2 separate regions of the Ovis aries genome follow, and region 2 is linked to region 1. A link is a contact called in public Hi-C data. All regions are on one chromosome and are shown on one strand. The core of a region is the stretch at or near the end of the contact, and the rest is flanking DNA. Distances in the headings are between cores, read along the strand shown.

Evidence for each region. Hi-C and Micro-C count contacts between places; a contact is called where the count stands out from the background.
Region 2: a Hi-C map of tail adipose tissue shows a contact between it and region 1, with 4 times the contacts expected there. The contact joins the promoter of THBS1 here to the enhancer-like site in region 1. A contact is called at or near these places in 3 of 16 Hi-C or Micro-C datasets (hypothalamus and tail adipose tissue).

What each region holds. Positions count from the first base shown.
Region 1 is chr7:32,956,902-32,960,086 of ARS-UI_Ramb_v3.0, reverse strand. No RefSeq gene overlaps it. Among named protein-coding and RNA genes, the nearest start is that of THBS1, 480 kb to the left of the region's middle. Within about 2 kb of position 1,701, at least 10 of the 54 cell types and tissues checked have an H3K27ac peak or open chromatin away from gene starts, as enhancers often do. A contact at or near this core is called in tail adipose tissue, where this site is marked.
Region 2 is chr7:33,432,807-33,435,915 of ARS-UI_Ramb_v3.0, reverse strand. THBS1 (thrombospondin 1) reads right to left here and starts at 1,785. Exons shown (of 21, transcript XM_060418583.1): 1 at 1,628-1,785; 2 at 943-1,038; 3 at 126-685. The coding sequence starts at 1,009.

The sequences.
Region 1 (3,185 bases), core at 452-2,951:
GTTCCCATTTGAAGTTTCTCACTACTGGCACCTCTGCAGGACGCTTATTGCTCTTGACATCCATTTCTACCCTAATCAGTTTCACTTAGATCTACTAGGATGGCAGTTCCTTTCCTAACCTGTTGATCTCTTGACCAAGGAACCCAAAGTGACTAAGTAGCAACTTTACCTTAAGACTTAATAAAACTCTTATGTTCACTGGTAAAAATGTCCCTTCTCTGAGAAACATGACTTCCATATCCACAAAACCTTAGTTGTATTGATGAGAAGCACAGATTCCTCAAGTGGGTCACTGACAGGGAAGCAGAGTTACTCTTACTTATGTGATCTATTTCCCGAATCCGTGTATGTTCCTTTTTGATAATATGGCACCACATAACAAAGATTGATTTAAGGTGTATGTGTGTCTTCCTTATCTTTAGGCTGGCTCCAGAGTTGCACCTTCACAAGGACAGATAGAGCTTCCATAGCTCTATCGAACCAGATGTCTCTGGGTACTGTGACATGTGATAGATCCGGTGGAGCCTGTGGTCCCAAGCATAGTAATTAGCAGTGCTGGGATTTAATCCAGTTCAGCCAACAGTAAAGCACATTTCAAGGTCAGCTTGTTACTGTTAACCTCTGTGCTATGAAATGGATTCCCTAATTTGCTGCCATGTGATGCTGGATTCCATGTTGGTGGGTCAAACTCTTGTTTCTTTGAATAGTTGGTACCGGCTGAGACCTAGCACACAGGGAACGCAAACCTATAACCAGAATATGAATTAATTCCAGTCAAGGGAGTCATACCCATTTCTGGATGGAAGGGAACCAGTGTAGTTAACTTGCCAACATGTGACTGATTCGTCTTGTCAAGGACTAGTGCTGCATTAGAGACTCAGGTTTGTTCTTTATTCCTAGCAGATTGTAAATTCAGTGGCAGCAATAGGCACAGCAGTCTTGATGAATGGAATCCTGTACTGTTGGCCCCAAGCATAGCCTCCATTCCTGTGACCATGGGCATCCCATTAATACACCCATTGTGCCAACTTTAGGGTGACCAGTGATGGGATAGCTGATATCATCTGCCCCATACTTCCTTGGAAGTAAGGTGGGATGCATACTTTGGTCCTAAAGAGAGCTATCTGAGCAGTGCAGAATTGCATCAACTACACTAGGTAAGAGAAAATAATGGCTTGATGAATTGTACATTGAGTGTGAGAGAAGAGACAAGTTAAGAAAAGCTTCTAGGTTTTTTACCTAGTCATAATGGTGAATAGTGAGTACTTGTGAAATGGAAAGATGGGCGGAAATGCAGGTTTGGATTACAGGACAGGAACTCAAGAATTTAGTGGAGAGCATGTTAAATTTGAGCTGCCTACTAGACATCCAAATGAAGCTGTTGAGTAGGCAATAGCAACTCAATAAAAAATAAATAAATCAGTTTGGATTTTTAGGGGGGAGGTCACCTGGTAATTTTCTTCAAAACAGTCATTTTTAAGAATAAACCCTCAAGGTGACAGAACAAATACAAGACAAAATCCTAACTGATTTTGCTAACAATGGTTTAATTGAGTGAGCTAGATCAGAGATCTCCAAAGTACATTTACTGGATGAATTGGGACTCACTGATTTTATTTTAGCCTTTGCATAGCCCTTTGTCAGGATAACATAGTATAGCATTGTTAAGCAGAGAGCATTGCAAAGTTGTTTGGACGTTTCACAATTCACATCAGTCTAGCTTGATTCAAAGAAGAAAACTTCTCTTTACCAGGAACCCCACAGCCTGCTTACTTGGCATGGAGGGGCATGGGGAGCCGAGGACTGGGTCACCTCCACTACAGAAGGCAGGAGAGAGGGATTTTGCCCCTTCTCTAAAGTGAATTGATTCGCTGCCTGATTTCAGAGGCTGAGATTCAGTACACAACAGTTACATACTTTTTTTCCACCGAGTGACTCATCAGGACAAGAATGTGGGTAAAGGGACTCTCTGATGATATTCCACAGCTGTATTATTGTCTCTTCAGCTGCAGCCTGCACTTGAGAGAGGGCAGGTGGCTCTTGCTGGACTGAATCCTTATTCTCCATCTGATCACCCAGGCAGGGACATGTGACTTTATGTGACTGAAATGTCCTCTTCCTGGGTCTACTTGTTTTCTAGAATATGTTGCTCAATGTGAAATAAACCTTCTGACACTAGAATTGTTAAGTTTTTTGTATTTTGCTTTGTATTCGACTAATGTTTAGTATTTTGCTTCCCCAGGAGTTATTCTCGGCCATTTCCAAAACTAATTGCTTATTAGAATAACTGGGAATATTTTTTTTCTTTTTTTAAGAAAATGTTTGCAAATCTAGTCACCTTATAAAGCTATTACATTATTATTGACTATATCATTCATAAGGTACTTTTCATCCTTGTGACTCACTTCTTTTGTAACTAACTGGAAGTTTTACCTTTTAATTTCCCATCTATTCCTCTCATCCCTCCACTAACCTCCCATCTGGCAACTACGTATGTGTTCTCTGTATCTATGATTCTATTTCTGCTTTGTTACGTTTGTTCATTTGTTTTGTTTTTCTAAATTTTATCTGTTTTTTAGATTCCATATATAAGTGAAGTTATATGGTATTTGTCTTTCTCTGTCTGACTTCACTTATTCCATGTTGTCACAAATGGCAAGATTTTATTATTTTTTTTGATGGCTGAGTGATATTACATTGTGTGTGTGTTTGCCTGTGTGTGGGTGTGTGTGTATATATATATATATATATATACACACCTATACCACACCTTTATCAATTCATCTATTAGTGGACACTTAGGTTGCTTCCATATATTGGCTATTGTGAATAATGCTGATCTGAACATAGGGGTTCAGATGTCTTTTTGAGTTAGTGTTCTGATTTTCTTTGAAAGAATACCTAGAATTGGAATTGCTGGATTGCACAGTGGTTCTTGCTTTAATTTTTTTGAGCAATCTCCATACTCTTTCGCACAGTAGCTGTACCAATTTCTATTCTTACCAATACTGCTCAAGGTTCCCTTTCTCTACATCCTCGCCAACACTTCTTATATATTATCTCTTTCATATTAGAAATTCTGACACCTGTGTGGTGGTATTTCACTGTGCTTTTGATTTGCATTTCCATGACAATCAGTGATGTTGAGCATCTTTTCAAGTGTCTGTTGGTCATTTGTATATCTT
Region 2 (3,109 bases), core at 536-3,035, 480 kb before region 1:
CCCTACTGTGTGAGAACCACTGCTTTAGTGCACAGGCAGTATTTCCTATACTGGAACCCCTGCTGCTCCTGGTCATAAGCTGCCTAGCAGTTGACCCCGTGGATCAGGAATCAAAGCGGCCTCACCTGGAAATTGTCATTGACGCCTCCTTTGGCAATGCGGAGTCTGGCGATGCTGGCCAGGTCCCTGGTGAAGATGCTCTGGATGGGGACATCCAGCTCCGCATTCTCCATCTTCTCACAGTCGATGTACAGCTGGGCCCTGTCCTCCTGCACAAATAGGGTGATGCTCTTCCACTGGCCAGTCGCCAGGAGTGCTTCCTCTACCGACACCACGTGCTGCTTGCCCTGCACGGTCAGGCTCAGGTCCAGGGTGCCCGCTTTGCCATTGGAGACCACGCTGAAGACCTGGCCAGAGTGGTCTTTCCGCTCCACAGCCAGCAGGGTACCTCGGGTCTTCTTCATTTGCCTCAGGGAAGCCAGGAGGAGGAAACCTTTCTCCGCCCGCACAGCATCCACTAGGTCTTGGAACTTCTTGTCAGGCACAGGGGGGATCAGGTTGGCATCCTCGATGCGGAAAGCTGGGCTAGAAGGGTCAGGACCCTTCACCAGTCGGCGCCCAGAGCCCTTGCGGGCAGCTCCGGTGAGTTCAAAGATGTCAAACACACTGTTGTCTCCCCCAGACTCTGTTAGACAAGAGCAGGACACATGGTGAGCGCCCTGGGTTGGGGGAGGGGGTGAGGCAGAGGGCTGGAATGAAAGCTCTTGACAGCCACTGGAAGAGCTAAATAAAGGGCAGTCAGAGGAAACCGGCAGCCTGAGGTTTGCTCAGGGCTCAGGGGAGAAGCAGCTGAGAGAGGAGTACACAGGGAGGGAAGTGCACCTGGGGTAACCCGACCTCCTCCTCTTCCCTCCCCCCACACAAGGTATTATACAGACTCACCTGGAATGCGGTTGGAGCCGCAGGCATGCACGAGGAGCAGGACACCGAGTCCCCAGGCCAGCCCCATGGTGGAGCTATTTGTGCCCAGCAAGGAACCTGCAGCAAGGAGCACAGAGCCCAGGGTCAGAGGCTGCCCAGCAGGGAGTGTGGGCAAAACCTGGCTGGCCTTGGGGCTGGGGCCCCTGGGGATCCCCTTTTGGGCCCACATTTGCTGGAAGGACGGGCAACCGTATTTACTTTGGAGAGAGCATCAGGAAGAAAGTAAGAGTTGAGGGGAGATTACCGCTTTAAAGAGGTGGTGGGGGCAAGATCAACCACTGGAGAGGGGTTTTTCCTTGAGAAGTTAAGGGTAAACACTAGACCAGGAGATGCAGTTTAGGGGCGCAGGGAGGCACAGTCCTTTTCTAGAGCACTGATAGGACTTGGGGAAAAGAAAATTTTGGGGTGTTCTGGTGGGTTAGTCTGTGAACCCCAAGGCTGGAGAGGATGGCTCTGGCGCCCTTCCACAAGAGTCCCCAGAGGCTGGGAGCGACAGTACGGGGAAGGCAGAAAGTTATTAGATCCGCGACAGTACGGGGAAGGCAGAAAGTTATTAGATCCGGGGTTCCGGAGGCGCTGAAGCCTGGGAGCTCCAGGTGGCTGGCCAGGGCAGCACTCGTCCTCGGCGGCCGCCCGGGAGTCCTACCTGTGCGGACGCGGATGTAGCGGCCGGGGCCAGCAACAAGGGCGCAGCGACGGGATAGAGAACTGGAGAGGCGCGGGGTGGAGGCCGTGGATTCGGAGGCTGCGGCTGGGAGAGCTCGCCAGGGTGGGCTCTCAGCGGCCGGCCCGAGTGCAGTGGCTGGCGGAGCGGAGGAGCCGCGCGCTTTTAAAGGGGCGCTCACATTCCTGGGGTTTCCTCTGACCAATGGGAGGCCGCGGGGCAGGAAGCGGGAGGGGGGCCAGTCTGGGTTCCTCTCTCCGCCCCCCGCTGCCTGGCGCACAACTTTCCAGCTAGAAGGTGGAAGGGGGGCGGCGGGGGTCGGCGCCTAGGAGCACTGGAACTTCTCAGAAAAATAGGTGCCCGCCCACGCGGCCTTGGCGCTCACGGGCTCAGCACTTCGGCTCTGGCGCCGAGCTGCCCAAACCCTGTGCGCGCATCCCGAGCCGACAGGGCCCTAGCCACCCAGCCCAAGACCCTTAGAGAGGCTTTCAGGCAAACTCGTCCCCTTGAATGCCTGCGCGACGGCTGAAGGGTGGACACTTGGGGAGCGAACCCGTTTGTACAGAAAAAAATAAGCCCAACGGGGTAAATGGGACCAAGAGGGAATCAGTAGTTGAAGGAGTTCCCTCTTGGGTACTTGTTGACCCTCGTCCATCCATCCAGGTGGGGTGGGGACCACGGAACCCGCTTAGCGCCGCGCCCCCGCCCTCGCCCCGCGCTTGTCCTCCGCCTGTCCCCCGATGGACGTGAGTGGGTGTCGCACTGGCCAGCAGTGCGGGTACCGGGCTCGGCTTCCCACGTGCGTCGGGGCAGCCTTTCCGCAGGGGCTTGCCGCCCGAGTCCCCGGGAAAGTGCCATCTCCCAATTGCTGCGGCGCTTCCACCGCTGGCCGCTTGGGGGCGATGTGCGAATTCTGATCAAGGGGACGTGAGCGGACAGCTTCTTTCTAGTCAGGAATGTTAAGGAAACTTAGTCTTACCCACTGTTCTAAAGCCAAATTGGAAATTGTGTCTTGAAAAACAGTTTTTTGTGCCCACTCGTGCTGCTTAACGTGACTCCTGGTTGGAGGATTTGCAGCACCATCTGGCTCCAGGGTCTTGAACTATTTACAGAATAGACTCATGGAGTAATAAATTACCTTCTTCCTATCATTTTATTTCCTTCCCCCCTCCTCCCTGAACGTTCTTTTCATTTTTAGGCTCCCGAAACTGAGGTGTGGGTTGCATTTCTGTGGGTGCACCAACTGCCGTGAGTGCTGCCGCTTGCTTAATGCTTCTGTCATTGGAAGTTTGGTGTCCAAGCCACCGTCCCAAGCCAGCATGACTCCAGCTGCCTGGAATTCCATTCATCTCTTCGGCTGGGACGTCAGCAGCCGCACTTCCCCTGCTGTGATCCCAGGCTATCAGGCTGGCCCTGGGACCCAGGGCGCAGGTAGTAGCTTCACCAAATAAGGATCTCAGTCAC